Regions from separate parts of the Mus musculus genome. Here regions 1, 2, 4, 5, 6 and 7 are each linked to region 3. A link is a contact called in public ChIA-PET, HiChIP or PLAC-seq and promoter capture Hi-C data. All regions are on one chromosome and are shown on one strand. Each heading gives the region's core, a stretch centred on a gene start, on an enhancer-like site or on the middle of the called end of the contact. The rest is flanking DNA. Distances are from core to core; before and after follow the strand shown.

Evidence for each region. Promoter capture Hi-C pulls out the DNA fragments that hold promoters and counts their contacts. ChIA-PET counts read pairs in DNA pulled down with a chosen protein or histone mark. HiChIP or PLAC-seq counts read pairs in DNA pulled down with a chosen protein or histone mark.
Region 1: a contact with region 3 is called in an H3K4me3 HiChIP or PLAC-seq map of embryonic stem cells, with 5 times the contacts expected there. The contact joins the enhancer-like site here to the promoter of Mlec in region 3. A contact is called at or near these places in 1 of 39 promoter capture datasets (cranial neural crest), 1 of 484 Hi-C or Micro-C datasets (LSK cells), 1 of 115 datasets of contacts at active chromatin or transcription factors (embryonic stem cells) and 2 of 9 other capture datasets (liver and pancreatic islet).
Region 2: an RNA polymerase II ChIA-PET map of memory CD8 T cells shows a contact between it and region 3, with 49 read pairs. The contact joins the promoter of 1500011B03Rik here to the promoter of Mlec in region 3. A contact is called at or near these places in 1 of 484 Hi-C or Micro-C datasets (embryonic stem cells), 6 of 115 datasets of contacts at active chromatin or transcription factors (bone marrow-derived macrophages, effector CD8 T cells, embryonic stem cells and 3 more) and 1 of 9 other capture datasets (liver).
Region 4: a promoter capture Hi-C map of second pharyngeal arch cranial neural crest shows a contact between it and region 3, with 5 times the contacts expected there. The contact joins the promoter of Msi1 here to the promoter of Mlec in region 3. A contact is called at or near these places in 6 of 39 promoter capture datasets (embryonic stem cells, frontonasal cranial neural crest, hippocampal neurons and 3 more), 3 of 484 Hi-C or Micro-C datasets (all in embryonic stem cells), 2 of 115 datasets of contacts at active chromatin or transcription factors (embryonic brain and embryonic stem cells) and 3 of 9 other capture datasets (adipose tissue, macrophages and pancreatic islet).
Region 5: a contact with region 3 is called in a promoter capture Hi-C map of stem cell-derived epiblast-like cells, with 3 times the contacts expected there. The contact joins the promoter of Trpv4 here to the promoter of Mlec in region 3. A contact is called at or near these places in 1 of 39 promoter capture datasets (stem cell-derived epiblast-like cells) and 2 of 115 datasets of contacts at active chromatin or transcription factors (memory CD8 T cells and pancreatic cancer cells).
Region 6: a contact with region 3 is called in an RNA polymerase II ChIA-PET map of memory CD8 T cells, with 11 read pairs. The contact joins the promoter of Pxn here to the promoter of Mlec in region 3. A contact is called at or near these places in 1 of 39 promoter capture datasets (erythroid cells) and 4 of 115 datasets of contacts at active chromatin or transcription factors (effector CD8 T cells, embryonic stem cells, memory CD8 T cells and 1 more).
Region 7: an H3K4me3 HiChIP or PLAC-seq map of embryonic stem cells shows a contact between it and region 3, with 8 times the contacts expected there. The contact joins the promoter of Sirt4 here to the promoter of Mlec in region 3. A contact is called at or near these places in 11 of 39 promoter capture datasets (the C10 cell line, the SN4741 cell line, cranial neural crest and 7 more), 3 of 484 Hi-C or Micro-C datasets (embryonic stem cells, muscle stem cells and nephron progenitors), 15 of 115 datasets of contacts at active chromatin or transcription factors (the 230-238 cell line, the SCID.adh cell line, astrocytes and 8 more) and 2 of 9 other capture datasets (embryonic stem cells and liver).

What each region holds. Positions count from the first base shown.
Region 1 is chr5:114,793,559-114,796,294 of GRCm38.p6, forward strand. Ankrd13a (ankyrin repeat domain 13a) reads left to right here. Exons shown (of 15, transcript NM_026718.2): 7 at 2,123-2,189. Among named protein-coding and RNA genes, the nearest start is that of 1500011B03Rik, 19 kb to the right of the region's middle. Within about 2 kb of position 1,258, at least 44 of the 459 cell types and tissues checked have an H3K27ac peak or open chromatin away from gene starts, as enhancers often do. A contact at or near this core is called in embryonic stem cells, where this site is marked.
Region 2 is chr5:114,812,610-114,815,309 of GRCm38.p6, forward strand. It overlaps 1500011B03Rik (RIKEN cDNA 1500011B03 gene), which reads right to left and starts at 1,367. Exons shown (of 2, transcript NR_027817.1): 1 at 1,171-1,367.
Region 3 is chr5:115,156,921-115,159,620 of GRCm38.p6, forward strand. Mlec (malectin) reads right to left here and starts at 1,256. Exons shown (of 5, transcript NM_175403.3): 1 at 883-1,256. The coding sequence starts at 1,114. It overlaps Gm35465 (a long non-coding RNA gene), which reads left to right and starts at 2,579. Exons shown (of 2, transcript XR_387598.3): 1 at 2,579-2,700.
Region 4 is chr5:115,428,251-115,430,960 of GRCm38.p6, forward strand. Msi1 (musashi RNA-binding protein 1) reads left to right here and starts at 1,425. Exons shown (of 15, transcript NM_008629.2): 1 at 1,425-1,556; 2 at 1,727-1,767; 3 at 2,373-2,454; 4 at 2,554-2,638. The coding sequence starts at 1,498. It overlaps A930005G22Rik (RIKEN cDNA A930005G22 gene), which reads right to left and starts at 1,254. Exons shown (of 2, transcript NR_168295.1): 1 at 1,060-1,254.
Region 5 is chr5:114,657,108-114,659,807 of GRCm38.p6, forward strand. Trpv4 (transient receptor potential cation channel, subfamily V, member 4) reads right to left here and starts at 1,314. Exons shown (of 16, transcript NM_022017.3): 1 at 1,235-1,314.
Region 6 is chr5:115,505,367-115,508,066 of GRCm38.p6, forward strand. It overlaps Pxn (paxillin), which reads left to right and starts at 1,310. Exons shown (of 12, transcript NM_133915.3): 1 at 1,310-1,502. The coding sequence starts at 1,490.
Region 7 is chr5:115,483,134-115,485,874 of GRCm38.p6, forward strand. It overlaps Sirt4 (sirtuin 4), which reads right to left and starts at 1,351. Exons shown (of 5, transcript NM_133760.1): 1 at 1,199-1,351. Gm42007 (a long non-coding RNA gene) reads left to right here and starts at 1,317. Exons shown (of 2, transcript XR_878704.2): 1 at 1,317-1,430.

The DNA.
Region 1 (2,736 bases), core at 8-2,507, 360 kb before region 3:
ACGGAGGTACATTGTGTATTCTCGGGGTCACAGGGTTTTCAGACAGCCAGCTCCAGCTGGTTTTCCTGAAGCTGACAGTAGGCCGAGGCGAGGGTGCTGAAAGACAGCTGGTTTTTTTTTTTGGTTTTTTTGTTTTTTTTTTTGTTTTTTTTTGCTTTGTTTTAATGATGTTCATATGTGATCAGTGAACGTTGGAATAAGTAGAGATTGGAGCCGCTCCTGAGTGCGAGGTTTGCAGATTCAAAGACACATGAATGATCAGTTCCAGCGGAGGCTCTCTCCGAGGTTCTTTGCCACATTGCAATGGTTACTGTCATCCTTTTCCCATGCCTATACGAGGAATTCAATGCTTATAAAGCACTACCCTCCCTGGTGAGTTTCAGGGGACGGTATGTAACTGGCCGTCCTTTTCCTGAATGATATGCAGCAAGAACAACATCCCTGCCACTTCAGAGCCGCCTTTAAACTTCATAATATTGAGTCACAGCCCCTGCTACGTGGCCTTTGGTGTGCTGGTCTCAGGTGGGACAGGCAGAAGGAAGCTGGGTGTCCTGTGGTCTTCAGATGCCTTGTGGTGCACACAGACCTGACAGAGGCTCAGGGAGTCACAGCTGGGTTTAACATAGTGAAGTCTGAGCTTCCCAGCTCAGATGCTGTCAGAGCGGGGCAGCCAAGAACAGCAGGAGCAGCGATGGCGATGTGTGAGAGCAAGTAACGACAGCCGAGGAGCGGGTATGTCTGCCTAGCACTAGTGCAGCATGGAACGGAGTTAACCCCGGGCGCATCTGGGGTTTTAGTCACTGGTGGCAGCAAGGGCTGTGACCTGCTAGTCAGGAGTGTAGTCCCGGTGCCCTGTTCTTGTTTGAACAGTGTAAGCTAGAGTAGCCAGCCTTTACCAGAGTCCTTTTAGGACTCTATCTCTTGCTGTGTGGGGTCATCTTCACCCAAGAGGAAAATTAACACCCATGGGTCTTCCTTTTATGATGGGTTCAAACCAATCTATAAAACTCAGTGTGTCGCCTGATTTGATTTACTAGAATCCCACTAGAAATTCCTTTCTATGGAATTTATGTTATGGAAATATAAATTTTACAAACTGCATTCTGCTCTTGTGAGCTGGCTAGCCTGCGACCATCCTCTGAGCTTCCTCTGTGACAAGACAGAGCAAAGGGCAGACGGATGGCAGCTCTCCACAGTGCCAGGAAAAGCTAGGGTGATGTCCTAGACAAAGGCCGGGCAGATGGGCTCCTCCCAGGGCAAGCTGCTCTGAAAAGCAGTCACACCCAGGAGTGGCAGGAAGCTCTTGCCTGTAACTCCAGCACTTGGAGGCAAGAGGCTTACAGGTTAGAGGCAGTCTGGCCCATATAGCAAGATCCCGTCTTTAAACAAAAACATAAAAGAAAACTAATCAGAACTTAGAGGCTGTCCTCTGATCCTGAATACACTTTCCCCTAGAAGTGTGTAGCCCTGATGAAATGGGTTTCTAAGCACATAGCCCATGCTACAGGTGTAGCTGCAACCCGGGCTGCCTCAAAAGTCACCCATCAGTGACTGAGTTGAAAAGCCACTCTTCATGTCCTTCCTCCTTGCTATGCCTGACAATGAACATGTGGTTCTCCGGCCATTTTGAAAGCTTTAATGACCTTCCCTAGCCTCTCAACATTGTTATGGGTTCTGACTCCACCTGCCTTTCTGCCAGAGGCGGGCAGGAAGCTGTGTGTTCACAGTTCTGAGAATTCCTGGATGGAGGAGAGGCTCTTGTGCCCTTGCCTGCAGTAGATGACCCAGATACATGCAAGCAAGACCTTGGACAAGGGCCATCTTCACTCATTTATTTAGGACAGCCGTCCAACAGATGTCATGACCTTTTGCCCCCTGTGCTGGCAGGTCCGAAACAGAAGCCAAGAGTGGATGCTCTCTTTGCCTGGAGTGCAGCACACTGATAACTGTGGGAGGGGGAGGGGATGTCTAAGCCATCTGTCACTGGTCGCATCGTTTTGTGGACAGTGGGACGACGATTTCCAAGTGTCCTTCACTAATGTCGGGGGCGGGGGTGGCCTGTAAGGGCTGCAGGGGTAACCTCTGTACATGTGGAAATTTTTGTGGTGTTCACTTTTGTCAGAACTAAATCCGGATTCTGGGGCTGGAGGACAGATAAAGCTGAAGTTGTCAATGGTTACGAAGCCAAGGTAAAAGCAAGCTCTTCAACTAAGATTCCCTTTAGCTTTTCAGCGGCTATGCAAATGAGGGGTCTGTTCTGATTGCTTCCCTGGTCTGCCGGACGGACGGACAGTCCCTGGGGAGGAAGTTCTAAGGCATCTCCTACCCCCTCTTTCATCTTACTGATTTTTTTCAGAAAATGGGACAGCATGCTCTGAGCAGGTCCGTAGCTTTATGGCTGTTCAGAAATGAGATGAGAGACGTTCTTTTGGTTCTTTAAAAAAAACTTATTATTATTATATTTAGTCGGTTTTTCTCTTTTAAAGAAGATATATAGTAGATAGCTTCTGTGATCCTTTGTTATTTAAGCTTTAGGTAATTTCTTTAGCTGACTCTAAGCCTTGGCTCCAAAACAAAACAAAACAAAACAAAAAAAAAACAAAAAAAAACAAAATAACCAAACCCAATCGCTGCAGCTGCTTCAATGCCTGGAAACCTTGCAGTAGCAATGGCAGTGTCTGTGGTATCATTTGGTATTTTGCCAGGGGACAGGCCGTTTGCTAGCCTTTCCTTAGT
Region 2 (2,700 bases), core at 117-2,616, 340 kb before region 3:
GCGAGCAACAGAGGAGCTCACACACCCCCAGGACTCCAGGTTCTCGCTTCAGCAGGTGCGCCAGACAGCACACAGGGGTGCAAGCGCTGGCTCCCAAGCCTAGAACTGACCCCAGGAAAAGCAGCTTCCTGAGGACCAGATGTAGACACTCGACTCGCCAGCAAGAAGGACGCCAAAACAGGATTCTTCTGCATACATTTATTGGGAGAGCTTGATAGTGAAAGCGAAAGACCCCGAGGCCAAAAACCAGTGCTGCTTATATAGGCCTAGGATAGGCATGTCTACACCAGATTGGTTATGCTTTCAGTACCTCATTTACATGCTTCGGGTCAGGCAGTGACTAGGCTAAAAGAAAACTCTACTGCACATGGGCACATTGGTTGTTTACCCATATTCATGGGTAAACATATTCATAAACAAAATCACTCCCACCCATTCCTTAAAGTGAGAAAATGCAGAGGTAAGCCAAGAGGTAAAGCCTCCAAGGGTCACTAGTTCCACTCTGGTTCAATTAAGGTTCAGGATCTGTATCTGCAGCTCCGTGTGCAACCTGTCCAGCTCCTGCGACCAGTTCCCCTTCAGATAATTCGATAAATCTGTACGTTTAATAAAAGAATATTAACATACCTAATGGGAGTAATGCACATATGCAGGGTTGATGCCACACAACTCATTTGTAGGACATCCATCATCTGTTCCATGTTATGTTGTAAAACATCCACTCTTTGATTCACTAACAATAACCCTGAGGCGATATGAGAATCACCACTTGTAGAGGCCCAACTCGCCAGCAAGAAGAACAACACAACAGGATTCTTCTGCACACATTTATTGGGAGAGCTTGATAGTAAAAGCGAAAGACCCCAGGCCAAAAACCAGTGCTGCTTATATAGGCCTAGGATAGGCGTGTCTACACCAGATTGGTTATGCTTTCAGTACCTCATTTACATGCCTCAGGCCAGGCAGTGACTTGGCTGAAAGAAAACTCTACTGCACATGGGCACATTGTTTACCCATATTCATAGGTGTCGGCTTATTGAAATCAGCGCCATCTTGTAATGGCGTTTATTGGCTTCCCACAACCAGAGGCTAGGCCGGCCTGCGCCCCGCACAAGCTCCCCACGCCCGGATCCGGCTGCAAACGCGCACCCTCCCCACCGCACCGCTTACCCAGGCTCTGCCTCCGCAACACCGCGTAGGGCTGGCTTTGCTCCGGCGGCACCCCCGGGCTCGGGGCCTCGGCTCGCCCTAGCAGGAGGCTGCAGAGCATGGGCAACAGCCGCATCCATCCTGAGCGCAGCATCACTGAAACCCGCACTGCACGGAGCGCGGGGACGCCGCTTCCGCCTTAAGCCCCGCCCCTAGACGTTGCCGTTTTTCCGAGGTCCGCCCACTCCGCTCGCGCAGTTGCCACGGAAACAGGGCGGGTGGGGGGGCGAGGGGAGGAGCCATCCCGACCAACTTCGGGGGTGGGGTGGTGAATTATGGTTCTGCGCAGAGGGTTCCAAAGCTGTGGCAAGCGCTCGCGTCGGGCTTCCCCGTGGAAGGCTTTGCTTTACACATTCATACATTCATACATTTTCGTATTAGTCAATGCAGTCCGAAGAAAGAGACACCGTAATCTCATTTTTGAAAACTGTAAGTTATTTTAAACAATATTTTCTTAAATGCTTTATTTATTATTATATATAAGCACACTGTAGCCATCTTCAGACACACCAGAAGACGGCGTCAGAAATCACTACAGATGGTTGTGAGCCACCATGTGGTTGCTGGGATTTGAACTCAGGTCCTACAGAAGAGCAGTCAGTGCTCTTACCTGCTGAGCCATCTCTCCAGCCTGAAAAGTGTAAGTTTTATGTATGTATTTTGCTTCCTTTTGAGAAAGGGTTTCTCTGTGTAGCCCTGCCTGTTGGAACTCACTCTGTAGACCGGGCTGACCCAGAACTCAGAAATCCTGCCTGCCTCTGCCTCTCAAGTGCCCCAAATTCATACAGATCTGCCTGCCTCTGCCTCCCGAGTGCTGGGATTAAAGGCATGCACTAACATGCCTAGCCTATACAATCATTTTTAAGGTTTAGTTTATGTACATGAGTGCTTTGCTTGCATGTGTGTGTGCACTGCATGGGTGCCTGGAGCTGGTGAAGGCTAGAAGTAGTGTGTGTTCCTCTGGAACGGGAGTTACAGATAATTGTGAACCTCCGTGTAAGTGCTGGGAACTGAACCCAGGTCCTCTGGAAGAGCAGTAAATGCTCTTAACCGCTGACCATCTCGTAGCCCCTTTTATACAATCTTAAAATCATACTGGCTGATCTCACTCTTGCTATGATGGTGACATAACGTAAAATTAATCATTTTAGCTACTTTTTTTTTTTTTTAGTTTTATAGCAAGACAGGGTTTCTCTATATGGCTCTGGCTGTCCTGGAACTCACTTTGTAGACCAGGCTGGCCTTGAACTCAGAAATCCTTAGCTACTTTTTAATACAATTCAGCTGTATTAGGCTAAATATAAACCAACACATATAGACCATTTCCAGAACCTTCTCATCATCTCAAACAGAAACTCCAAGCCCATTAGACCATAACACAACTATCTCCCCTGTCCCCATCACCTAGTGACCCATTTTATTTCTGGCCCCTGCATACTTATCTATTCCATATCAATAGGTCATTATCATATAAGTGGGATGTACATTTGC
Region 3 (2,700 bases), core at 6-2,505:
TAGTTAAGTTAAAAAAAAAAAAAAAAGTTTGTCTACTGTGTCTAGAGACTGCCCAGGAACCTGTATTTTTAACCATCTGTTCTCAAAAATTCTCATTTGGCCGTTGTGAACCTGTATTTTTAACCATCTGCCCTCAAAATTCTCATTTGGCCGTTGTGAACTGTGAAACTCTGTAAAACCCACTTTCCCCCTAAGCTGGGATCAAACGTCTTACGATCACCCGGGGGTCACACTCAAACCTTACACAGGTTGACCTCATAGGCAGGATGGGCTGCGATATACCGACACCCGTCGGGTGGCTTTGACTTTTAAGCATACAAATTCCAAAGGAGGGGAGGGGAGGGGTGCCACAGTCAAACTTTCCCGTACTATTCCCCCTTCGAAGACTCCCTGCCGTTCTGGCGAAGAATCAAGCCTCAGTCCCGGGCTTGGAAGGGGCACGGAAAACGGCGGGTGATCTGTAGGGTGGGCAAAGCATCTCCTGGAAACCGTCGCGATGGATGGCAGAGCAGCGGAGTCGATGACCTCCAACCTGCGAGGCCTCCAGGCGCCAGGCAAAAGGCCACCCTTGCCTTTTACATTCCCAGCTTGGGTGGGATGAGGGGCTGGGGCAAGGTAAAATGAGAAAGGGTCTAAATATAAACTTCTCGCCAACTCTATGCCTCGATGGCTCTTGGAAGCTTCCAGTCAGGGCTAGGCCCTGGGTCCTGGCCAGGTCCCTGGAGGGTGGGGGGTTGGGGGGCTGGGGGTAGGTTCACTGCAGAGAGAAACTTCGTTCCAAGGCTGTGGTCTCCCGGCTGGAGAGGAAGGGGTTCGAGGCCCGCAGCTGCGCCCTGCTCCCAGGCTGCGGACCCCCCCAGGCTCGGCCGGAGGGGCTCTCACCTCGGCCCACCCGGCCTTCCAGAGGGTCCTTGCGGAAGTGGATCCCGTGCACGTCCACATGCGCCTCGCCGCCTGCGTTCACTGCCCAGATGACGCTCTCCGGCAGTCCGGCCCCGGCGGCGCCGACCACGCCGAGCCCCGGACCCCGGAGCTTCGGTCCCAGCAGCAGCAGCAACAGAAGCAGCCGGAGAAGCGCCACAGCGGTTCCCTCGGCTCCCCGGGGCCTCAGCATGGCGGCCACCACGGCGGGGGCAGCCCCTGCCGACCCTCGTCCTCGGCCGGCCGCCCCCAACTCAGGAGAACAGCGCAGCGGACCGTTCTGCCTCGGCAACCCGGGACATGTCGCTCTCAGGGCCTCCTCCTCCTCCTCCTCCACCTCCTCGGCCTTGGGGCGCCGCCTCCCACCTCGGGAGCAACCTACCCCGACGCCCAGCCCTCAGCCCGGAGCGCCTCAGCCAATCAGAGGGAGGCCCTCATGAATTACCCACCACCCCGCCGAGAGCGGCCGCGCCATTGGCTGGTGCGTCCGGGGAGGGGAGTGGCCGCGCCTAGGCTCCGGCCCAACCACGGGGCACGAGAAGGAGCGCGCGCCCAGGGAGGGAGTTCGGTTGAAGCGGCGGTTCCATGCGGAAGTGGCGGGTGCAGCGCCCAGGCCGCCCCGGAATCCCACAGTCGACTGGGAAAGGTGGCCTGGGCCGGGGAAGGTTTAGAGAAGGGCGCACTGACACGTCGCCAACACTTCCGGTGCTCTAGAGCTGGGGACCGAGTCAGCTCAGAAGGGGGCGTTGCCGCCTTTTCCATCCCTCCTCCTTCAACTCAGAAAGCAAGAGCCCAGGCTCTTGCAAGCCGAGCGATGGTTTGTCCCCGGGTGGAGCATCGGGGCCCGTCTCTCCCTTGGATGCCATGTGAACAGGTGGCGGGACACGCGAGTCCCGCGAGGATACGGTCCCCACCGTCACCCCTTAGCAGGCGCTTGGTGTGTGGTAGCGTCCAGGAGGCCGTCCAATCAGAATGCTCCAACGCAGCGGAAACGCGTGGCTGTTAGGGGGAGGGGGCTCCAGGGTGCCTGCGTCTCCATGGCGACGGTCCCTGGCGGGCCTGGAAACCTAAGTGGAGCTAGGGGCTTCCTCCTCCTCCTCCTGCTGGGGACCACTGGCACGACCCGAGCTCCCTGCTTTGGCATTTCACACAGCGCTCTTCTGCGTTATTGTCCATGCCCTTGGGTATCTGCCTCAACTCCCATTTTTCCGACCCAGCCAAGCGGGGGAAGTGGAATCATTTGTTCCATAAGTACTTATCCTGTCCATACAGATAATGCGGACAAAACATGGAAAGCCCGGTTGAATTTGATTTTTGAGGTTCAGAAAAAGGAACATAAAACAACTCTGGGCGCGCTGACGCCAGGTGACGCGTGCCTGTATTCTCAGAGGTTAAAGCAGGATGATTACCGGGAGTTTTAAAAGGCCAGCTTGAGCTCCAAGAGTGCGATCCTGTCTCTATAACAATAAATAGGAGGCTGGAAAGATGGCTCGGTGTCTAGAGCGCTAGCTGCTTTGGCAGAGAACATGGGTTTTTTTACCCCCAGTCCCCTTAAGGCTGCTAAGGATGTGGGGGCCCAAAGGCCAGGAGGTCGTGGCACATGCCTTTAATCCCAGCACTTGGGAGGCAGAGGCAGGCGGATTTCTGAGTTCGAGGCCAGCCTGGTCTACAAAGTGAGTTCCAGAACAGCCAGGGCTATACAGAGAAAAACTAAAAAAAAAAGAAGGGGTCGCGGTTTTCTGACCTTCATTGTGTGTCCGTGACACGTAGACATACAGG
Region 4 (2,710 bases), core at 175-2,674, 270 kb after region 3:
ATGTAAGGAAGGGAGGAGATAGGGATGCGGGGTGGGGGTGGGGTAAAGTGGTAGGGTGGGGCTTGTAAAGGCACCTTAGCCTCCTGTTTGGACCATTTCTATCGTGGTTTCAACCAGGGAAGTGAAGACATCCCTTGGTCTTGAGGGAGGAGGGTGAATCTGCCTCTTGTCATATATAAGGGACTTTCTTGGTCTTCCCAGGCTGGAGAGAAGGAGTTTATGGGGGTGAATGAAGAGACATGGGGTTCAAGTACTAGGAGGTGATGCTAAAGAGCCAGGAGTTAGAGGGAAGAAGACAGGAGTTTGGCTTCATAGAAGGAAATTATTTACAAGGGAAGTTAACTCTAAACCTGGTGGAGAGTCAGCCCAGGTTCTTCCAAATCAAATGGAAGGGAGCTAGGACCCCAGATGAAAGGGAGTCACTTGGAGGGTGCACAGCCTGGAATCTCCGAGACACCGACTTCTCTCTCCACTTCATTGGGGACCCTGCCAGCGGGCAAGTGTTTGGAATCAGTTTCCCCCCACTCCAGACAGTCCGAAAGGGGCTGGAAGTGAGACAGGAGGAGGTGCCCACAGAAGGCCGGGGAGGTGACAACTTGGGAAACCTGGCTCGAGGCTGGGCATTCTCTCAGCTGACCATAGGGGTCCCAGGTGTGGAGAAAAGGGGTTTAGGGGAGTTACAAGGCACACTTAATTTGGACAGCAAGGGCCGAGGAGGGGCAAACAAAACTGGGAAAGATTCTACTAGTGTTGCTGATAAATGCTCCCCACTCGGGACGCAAGGCACTACGAGGGCTCCCCAAATTGGACGTGGGAAACTAGGAATGGACTGGAGACTGTCGTCAAGGCAGTCTAAATTAGGTTCAGGAGAAACTGGGGGTCTCCAAGGGCAACTCCTCGCTCGGACTGGGAGAGGTTTCTTACCAGTTGGAAGGTGTTGGGGGGCACTGAGCTATCTCCAACCCGACCCAGGAAGATTGGGGGCACCTTCTAAATTCTCAATAGCGAGGACCAGGGAGGAAGGACTAGGGAGGGTTCCCCCATCCGAAGCCGAGCTACCTTGAACGCACCGGGAAGCGCTTCATCCCGGGAGGGCGTTCCCCACGGCTGGGCCCCCGCGCCGCTGTGGGTGAGGGGTGCGGCCGCGCCCCAGGCCCGAGCCCGCACCAGGAATCAGGGGAGCTCGCTCACCCCCCGGACACACAGGAACCCCGAGGGAAGTGGGGAGGGGGGTCCCAGCGCCGCCGCCTCCGCGGGCGCCCGGGCGCGCGCCGGGCTTTATGCGCGCAGGGCGGCGGGGGGAGGAGCCGGCAGGTCGGCCCCCGGCGGGCCCTCCCCTTGGCCGTCCCCGCCCGCCCGCCCGAGCGGGGTCGGGGGAGGGGGCAGCATGGCCTGTCCGTCCGGCCCCCTTCGCCGCGCTCCTCATCTGCCCCGCGCCGAGCGCCGCCGCCGCCGCCGCCGCCGCCGCTCCGCTGCCCGCGCCGCCCGCGGCTCCCGATGGAGACTGACGCGCCCCAGCCCGGCCTCGCCTCCCCGGACTCGCCGCACGACCCCTGGTACGGTCCGGCCCGGCCCGGCCCAGCCTGCCCAGCCCGCGTCCGCCCCGGCCCCGCCAACATGGCCGATCCGGGTCGGGCCGGGGCCTCCCCGGGGCTCGGGCCCGCGCCCCCTGCTCCCTGGCGCCCGGCGCTCACGCGGGCCCTTTGTGTCTCTGCTCCTCCCGCAGCAAGATGTTCATCGGAGGACTCAGTTGGCAGACCACGCAGGGTGAGCCAGCCCAGGGATCGCCCGCCGGCCCCCGCACCGCCACCCTGCACCCCTTGCGGCACCCCAAGCCCGGACGCCCCTGCCCGGCCCCGCGCCCCGCTGACCCCGGGCGCCCTCGTGCCCTCTTCCGCGCCCCGCCCCGGGGACCCCGAGAGCGCAGCACGCTCGGCGAGCGCGCACGGCCCGGCGCGGGTTGGGGAGCAGTTGTGGGGGGTGGGGGGCGGGTTGAGGGGGCATCGGGGGGGGCGGGCTGGGCCCCCGGGACCCGCCAGCGGCAGCTCCAACTCCGCTCGCACCTGCGGCTCAAACTTTTGTTGAGGCTGCTCCCGGAGCGGCGGGAACCCAACCTGAGCGGTCCCCTACTCCAGCCCGGCCCCGGCCCTTGCCTTGCCGAGGCCCCGGTGGGCGCCAGGAAGGCTCTGCGGGACCCCCCTCCCCAATCCCCGGCGAGGGCAGGGGTGGGGGGGCCGGCCGCGGAGAGTGCGCGCGGGCAGCTCGGCGCGGGGGCGGCGGGGCCGCGCCGGGGTCACCAGGGGCAAAGGACGGGGGAGGAGGGGGAAGGGCTCCGGGCCTGGGCTGGTCCGAAGGCGAGTGTGTGGTTACAGAAGGGCTGCGCGAATACTTCGGCCAGTTCGGGGAGGTGAAAGAGTGTCTGGTGATGCGGGACCCCCTGACCAAAAGATCCAGGTGAGTCCCGGAGACCTCTCCTGCCACCGCGCTCGCCCCTCCCGCCGAGGCCACTCGCTGTCCTTGTAACCATCTGCCTCTCCCTCACTACCGGCGCAGGGGTTTCGGCTTCGTCACTTTCATGGACCAGGCGGGGGTGGATAAAGTGCTGGCGCAATCGCGGCACGAGCTCGACTCCAAAACAGTGAGTGACCCTCGGGGTTTCGGGGGTCCTTTGGGAGAGGGAGGCTGCCGGAGGAGAGCGATCCGGGAACTC
Region 5 (2,700 bases), core at 64-2,563, 500 kb before region 3:
GTGGTGCATGCCTTTAATCCCAGCACTTGGGAGGCAGAGGCGGGTAGATTTCTGAGTTTGAGGCCACACTGGTCTACAAAGTGAGTTCCAGGACAGCCAGGACTGCACAGAGAAACCCTGTCTCGAAAAAAACCAATAAATAAATACATACATAAATAAATGCATAAATAAATAAAATAAAATGGCCCTTTCCTATTCTCTGTCAAGACAGTGTGGAAATGGAATGGCCAGCTCAAACTGCTGCGGCAAACCCCTCCAGGGCTCCCTCAACAGCCCCAGAATGTGTTCCCATAACAATATTAAAGAAGTACTGCGGTTCAGGCAGCTAGGGGACTAGACCAAGGTCACACCGCAGAGGAGGGCAGAGCATGCCCAGAGTCCACCCAGACTGTGCTCCTAACATAGTGATGACTGACAGACACCTCACCTTGGGCAGCACCAGGCCTGAGCTGTCCCCACATGGCCAACAGCCAAGGCATTCGGGCTCAGCTCTGCCAGGATTTCTTACCTCGCTGAACAAAGATCACATGCGATGTGCGCTCAGAAGTACAAGGTTCGTGCCACCCCCTCCCCAGTCCGGGCTGAGGACTTCATCCCTCGGTACTTCCTAACCCGGGCTGTGGACAGGCCAGTGGGGAGGGTTTTCAAAGCAGCCAGCCAGCGCCCAGGTTTCAGCTCACTAGGCTCCATCCTTACCCCCAAGCCTGGGTTTCTTCATCTACACAGGGGACGGGGCACGGCTGGGCTGGGCCCTTCTGGAATGGAAGACAGTCCCAAGGGAGTCTGAAGTTGGATTTTTCAGTCAAATGGGGAGTTTGGAAATCTCTTCCTGTCCTAGGAGGCCACTTCGAGTCTCCAGGGTAAAACTAAGGTTAAAGTTTTGCATCCTCTCCCCGGCGGGGCCATCTCTCTGAAACTCCAAAAAGCAGCCCTGGAAGCTGCGGGCGCGCAGTTCCCTCCCACGCGCCCATCCCTGCCACGCGCCCTACCTAAGTGGAGCTGGTCCGGGGTAGGTGGCCGCCCCTGGCCTTTGGTTTCGGGACTCGGGTCTAGGTGACCTAGATCTGCACCACACTCCCCCAATCCCAGGTCGGCGCCCAATCCACAGGTGACTTTCGTGGTGGCGTCGCCTCCCGCTATCCCGCGCGCGGCGGGGACGGCGAACCTCGAACCCCGTCATTGGGAGGGGTCGCGAGGAACTCGCGGATCCCTTCCCCGGAGCAGCCCCACTCACCTCAGGACGCGGGCGCAGCGCCGCCGCTTCCTGATCCCTCCGGCCGCGTCCTCCTCCTGCTGCGCTTCGGCCGCGCCGCCCCGCGGGGTCCCGCCCACCCGCGCCCGCCCACCCCAGGGTCCTCCCCGGCCTGCGCGCCGCCACCTGGCTCGGTGCCTCGCTCTTCCATTCATCCCTGGTTCCTGCGCCCAGGCCGTCGCCTGCCCAGCCCGGGAACCCGCTTGCCCGGCAGCTCACACCCATCAAAGGCTGGTAGAAAAAAGCCCGCGAGGCACACCGGGCACTGGAGAGGACTCCCCGCCACCCACCCACACACTACCCACCAAGCCACGGCTCTCCTTAAGTCTGAACCTCAGAGTCTCCATTCTGAACCTCCACCTATAGCCATCATCCGGAAGATGCTAGGGGCACCAGGTCTTTACAGAGCCCCTAACATCACCGTTCCTTTTCCTAGGCTGGGTGGGGGACTGCCTTGGTGAGCCTAGCGACTTCCTTGCGGTCCTTGTTCAGCCTGCCCGCAGCACAGTACTAGGGATGACCAGCCTGGGCAAACAGCAGGCCGGGGGGTGGGGTTGGGGGTGGGGTGTAGAAAGAAGGATTGAAGGGGCCTAAATAAAAACCAACATGGCGACCAACTTAAATCTTAATAGCTAACTCACTAATTAAGCTGTGTGTTTGGAGCGGGGTGGCATTGGCAAGTAAACCTCTTTTAACTGAGCCTGAGGTGAGCTGGGCCCACTTACAGTTGGGAAACAGGCCTGGATAGGAGGGTGGGCCTCCGCAAGCCACTGCCTTGGGGTGGGGAAAGAACATCGCTATTTGGGTGGCCGTGGTCTCCAGCAGAGTGAGCTGGCAGCTGTCTGGCAGCCGTGAGGGGGTGTGCGCGATGCCCCCTTACCTCCCCGACAGGAAGCCTGAAGCTCAGGCCTTTCACACCTGAAGTTGGGGCTGAACGGAGGCTGAGGCATCCATCAAAGAGGCTGACTTGTTCTTCAGGGTGGGGAGGAAAGAACCCTCAGCACTTAGTTGCCTTGCTCACCCAGTCCCATCTCACAGACTGGGAAACTGAGGCTCCCATGCAAAAGAGACTGTGGCTCGGCCTAGGAGGCTGGTGATTGACAGCTACAAGGACACCCGGATAAAAATTCTGCCCTGCCACAGATTAGGTAATGCCCCTACGTGGATGCTTGGGGTTCTTCAAGAGGACCCTGAATCTAGTCAACAGGGCCAACACCTGGGCTTAGCAGATGCTTTTACAAGCTTGGGTTGAGGGCCCTGGCCTGGGAGATGGCTCAGTTTGGTAAAGTGCCTGCCGGGTAAACTCGAGGCCTTGAGTTCAGCCACCAGAATCCAGATTTTAAAAAATCCCCAATGTGGTTCCACACATTCACGATCTCAGTGCTAAGAAAGTAGGGGCAGGCAGATCCCGGGGGCTCAGAGACCCTGCCAAAACACAGCGTGGATGA
Region 6 (2,700 bases), core at 60-2,559, 350 kb after region 3:
CACACTCAGTTTGTGTGTGTGTGTGTGTGTGTATTTATTTTTAAAAGTTTTCAAAAAATTTAAAATTTGAGACAGGTCTTCCTATAAATTGCCCAGTTTAGTCCTTACTCTTTCTCTAGTCCAGTGTAATCTTGAATTTGAAGACCTGCCTGCATCTCCCAACTAGCTGAGATTATAGTCCTGAGCTACTACACCAGGCTTTTATCATCCAGTTTCTGAGTCCCCTGGGCAAATCTGCCAGGATCCGGGAATGAAGTTTTGGTAGTTTTTGCTTTGCTGTAATGTGGGGTAAATCTACCTTGTGCAGAATTTTGGCAGTCTCTAGGAAGGGGGAAGCAGGGAAAGGGGTAAAATGAAAGGTTTCATAAGCTCTAAAGTACTGGATCTGGGGCCAGAGTTGGTCGCAGCCACTGCTGATGTTACCAGTCAGGACAAAGGTCTCAGGTTCCAGCCTGGCTGGAGGTACAAAGAGACCCTGTTTCTCCGGGCAGTGGTGGTGCATGCCTTTAATCCCAGCACTCAGGAGGCAGAGGCAGGCGGATTTCTGAGGCCAGCCTGGTCTATAGAGTGAATTCCAGGACAGCCAGGGCTACACAGAGAAACCCTGTCTCGAAAAACCAAAGAGAGGGCTGGTGAGATGGCTCAGTGGGTAAGAGCACCCGACTGCTCTTCCGAAGGTCCAGAGTTCAAATCCCAGTAACCACATGGTGGCTCGCAACCATCTGTAACGAGATATGACGCCCTCTTCTGAAGACAGCTACAGTGTACTTACATGTAATAAATAAATAAATCTTTAAAAAAAAAAACCATGAATTGTTTCAACATTAATTCAAATGAATACTTTAAAAAAAAAAAAAAAGAAAAACCAAAGAGAGAGACAGAGAGAGAGAGAGAGACAGAGAGAGAGAGACCCTGAGAGAGAGAGACAGAGAGACAGAGAGAGAGAGAGAGACCCTGTTTCACAAAAACTACATCTGGGATATTATTCTGGGATGACTAGCACTGCCATCAGTCCAAAGGCTCCAGGCAAGCCGATTTAATCCTCCTGGGAGGTGACCTACAGGGACAGGTGGACAAATCCGACTCTCTTGAGTGACAAATCTGCCACCGACTCTCTTGAGTGACTAGTCTGCCAGAAGGTCGGGTCAGACTGAACGCAGAGGTTCATGGCCTATAGACGCCACCAGCCTGTCCAGCCGCCAGGGGGCGCCACGACCACGCCCAGCTTTCGCCCCCTGCGGGATTGGGCGTGCTGGGGGGGTGGGGGGTCGGAGGCGGGGCGTGGCCAGCGTGCACGCGGGGGCGGGGCTATCCTGTCGCGGGCGCGCGCGCCGGCGGCGGCGGCGGTGGTGGAGGAGGAGGCAGCGCGGCAGCGGGTTCCGTTCCGGGCCGAGGCTGGACGCGGAAAAGTTGCGGGGCGGCGAGGAGCAGCCCGGAGACGGGCAGCGAGGGCGACATCGAGCCGGGGACTGGCGTCTGAGGACCAGCCATGGACGACCTCGGTGAGTGCGGGAGACGGAGGGCGGAGCGGCCGGGGCCCGGCGGCCGCCGATCCCACCCTAGCGCCCGGCTGGGCTGCGGTGCCTACGGCCCGGGGCTGTGCTGGCCGCTCTTCGCTGCGGCGCCTGAGGACCTCGATCCCGTACTGGGTGTTCAGGGACCCACCTCTGGGAGAGGCGCCCCGCTCCCGGGGCAGACCTCCTTGGCTTGCAGGAGACCCTCACTTGGCTTCCCCACCCCCACCTCAGAGCGTCTGCCTATGGGACTCGGTCTCAGAGGCTGTTTCTTCTATGACCCCCCTCTGTTCCCTCCAGGCCACCTTCCACTTTGCACACTGCCCCCAGACCCCCCACCCCGTTTCAGGGATATAGCCCCTTTCGAGAGAGCCCACCCATTTCCTATCACAGCCCACAGAAAAGCTTGTGAGGACCACACCCCCATTCTAATGACAAGTGTCCCCGGGGGTACTGCATATACACCCCCCCCCAACCCCCACCACACACCGTTTCAAGTCTGGTCACCCTGTATTACAAGATCAAGTTTAAACTTAGAAAGGCAAGTTTGGGGGGGTGGTGGCTTATGACTCCCGCCTCTCACCCACCGTTCCCAGACCCTGGTGACATGCCAGAGGAATGAGAAGGGGAATGGGCCGCAGGCTACGGCCATCTCTGAACGTGTCCTGGCTGGCAAGGTCCCCCACCCCCAGCATCAGAGCTGCTGGAAACCCCACAGGTAAAGAGGACAGGACACCCAGAACAGAGTTTTAACTGTCCTCGTGTTATTGGAGCCCAGAGGCCATTCTTTTCAGCCCACACTTGGTCTGCTGTTAGGACAGAGGAAAGGAAAGACTCTCCTGGAAGTGGATTTTAAACCCAAGGGGGTTGATTCAAGGCTTCTAGGAATGCCCAGTGAATCCCAGCGTGAAGGAGCCCCTGTCTTCCCCTCCCCGGAGGGCCCCTCAGCTGAGGAGGTGTGTGTGGGATAAAGTCCCTTCTCTGTAGGAGCCTTGTCTTCACTCTCTGGACTGTGGGTGGCTTGTATGACCGCTGGTGCCATCCGTGTCCCTGGCTCTGAGGAGCAGATTCACTAGATAAGACTGAGGGACCTCTCAGGCAACACAGGGTACCAAGTTAAGACTGGTCATTTTTAAAACTGGCTACAGTTTCCTTGTGGGATCAGGGAGCTGGTGTAACATCCTGG
Region 7 (2,741 bases), core at 101-2,600, 330 kb after region 3:
TCCATGAGAGCAGCTGGGTTTTACAAGTCAAGTTAACCCACCAATTGATAGACACCGGAACTCTATTCGACTATGAAAATTTTGCCACGGTGGCCCCGGCCTGGGATTGTAGCACTGGGGAAACAGAAGGGAGGACGGTTCGTCCGGAAGCCCTTCAATTCTCAGCACCTACAATGGTGACTTACAACTATCTTTAACTCCAGTTTCAGGCCCTCGTCTGCGCTCTGCAAGCGCCGAGGAATAAAAGGGATGCGCAAATACACGCGCAGGTAAAATACCCAAACACATAAAATAAAATTTAATTTTAAAAAATTAAATATTTTTTAAAACAAACTTTAAAAAAATTTTTTTTTACTTATTTTATGTATATGAATGGTCAACCTGCGCGTACACCTACTTCCCAGAAGAGGGAAGAACTCATCAGAGATGGTTGTGAGACACCTTGTGGTCGTTGAGAGTTGACCTCAGGACCTTTGGAAGAGCAGGGGGTGCTCTTAACCACTGAGCCATCTCTCCAGCCCTAAAAAACAGACTTTTAATAGCCCATTATTTTTCACCTGCTACTAATATAAACATGTTTTAGTAATATTTATATTTTTGTTAATATTATCTCTCATGGGACTATTTGTTCTATAACTCTACTTGGTTTAAATCAGATATTATTATTATTATTATTATCATTACTTGAGACAGAATTCCCTGTAGCCCAGGCCAAGGAATACAACTAAACCGAATTATATCATTTCTCCAAAAGATTTTTTAATTTTAGTATGTCAGTTTTGTTTTGTCTTTTTCTACACGGTTCTCGGTACCAAATCCAGGGCCTCTGGGATGGACGCTAAGTAATCACTCTGTCTGCTTACCCTGCATTGTAAATTCTGCTACTTGGACACATAAAAATCAAGGCATACAAACTTGCCTGTCTGGTTTTCTAGTTGTAAAGACAAGCCTTTGACACAGTCTTTGACATAATGCGGAGCTATCGAGTGATAGGCACACATATTTAGGCTTGGCTTCCTATCCAAGAAGAGCTCAGGACCCTGCTTTCTCCATGAGATTTCCCAGCTACGTGTGAACGGCTAAACAGTCGGGTTTTGCCGGGATAAATCCTCCTTGTCCCCTCGAGAACAAAAGAGACAGATGGAATCCCTAGTAAGAATGCTCAGCGGGAAACCTTCAGCCGGATCAGAACACTTACCTTCCACAATTCTCACCCAACAGTGGGACTCGCTTGTTACGTGTGCATCTTGGGAAATGTAGTCCGCGAAGCCGATCTAGTTGGAAGAAAACTACAAGTCCCAGAATCCTACGTGTCTCCCACGCCAAGATTCTTGGGCGCTCCTCTACGGATTGCCCGCTGTCTTTCCTGCTCAGCTCAGTTAAGGTTCCGGATATGCTGCTGACGCCTGGGGCAATGATTGCCTTTTGAGGTTCTTGTAGTGTTTGTTTGTTTGTGGCTTGTGTTGTTTGCTGAGAGAGGGTCTGACATATCCTTGTCTGACTCCAAATCCGTGATCCTCCTGGCTCCACCTCCCAAGTGCTCGGATTAGAGGCTTGTGCCACCAAAGAAGTGGTTAATATTTCCCATGTCCTGCGTGCGAAAGAGGATCCAAGCAGTCCTAATTTAGGAATTCGCTCTCTTAAAGAAACTCTTTCACTAGTAGCACAGGACAATAATCTGCCACTCAATAGGCTTAGGCGGAAGAATCACGAGTTCAAGGCCAGTCTGGGTGACTTAGTGAGACCTCGGACTCAAAATAATACTGTAAGAGCACTGGGGCTATAGCTCGGTGTCAGCGCGTTAGCCCAGCCCTGGGTAGCCCTGAATTCACACTAGCGGGCATTTCTCCATCCAAGACGCTTTTTAAAATAGACTGGTTTTTTTTTTTTTTTAATAATGTGTGTGTTTTACCTTCATGCATACAGGAGGAGCTCCTGACGGCCATAAAAGGGCGTCAGATCCCCTGGAACTTGAGTGACAACCTGTTGTGAACTGCCCTGTGGGTGCTCGGGATGGAATCTGAGTCCCCCTGCAAGAGTAGCAATGCTCTTGTTTGTTTGTTTTGGTGTTTTCGAGACAGGGTTTCTCTGTATAGCCCTGGCTTTCCTGGAACTCACTCTGTAGACCAGGCTGGTCTCAGAGATCCACCTGCCTCTGCCTCCCAAGTGCTGGGATTAAAGGCGTGCTCCACCACCACCTGGTGAGAAGCAATGCTCTTAACCAGTGAGCCACCTCTTCAGCTCTCCCAACCCCTCCCCAAAAGACCCTTTCTTTGTTTTTTGTTTTTGTTTTTCTGAGACAGGGTGTTAATGTATAGTCTGACACTTTTTTTTTTTTTTTTTTTTTTTGGTTTTCCGAGACAGGGTTTCTCTGTTTAGCCCTGGCTGTCCTGGAACTCACTCTGTAGTCCAGACTGGCCTCGAACTCAGAAATCCGCCTGCCTCTGCCTCCTGAGTGCTGGGATTAAAGGAGTGCGCCACCACGCCCAGAATTTTTTTTGACACTTTTAATAATAAATAATTGCCCCCTTTGTTTTGTGTTTGTTTTAAGATGGGTTCTCACTATGTAGCCTTGGCTGGCCTGGAACTCCTTATGTAGACCACGCTTGGCCTTGAATTCATGGAGATTCACCGGCCTCCGCCTCCCTAGAACTTTGATGAACTGAACGATGTGTGCCAACACGGTTCGCAGATTTGATTGGTTTTCCTCCTAAGTGCCCACGTCCACTTCCACTGCAAAG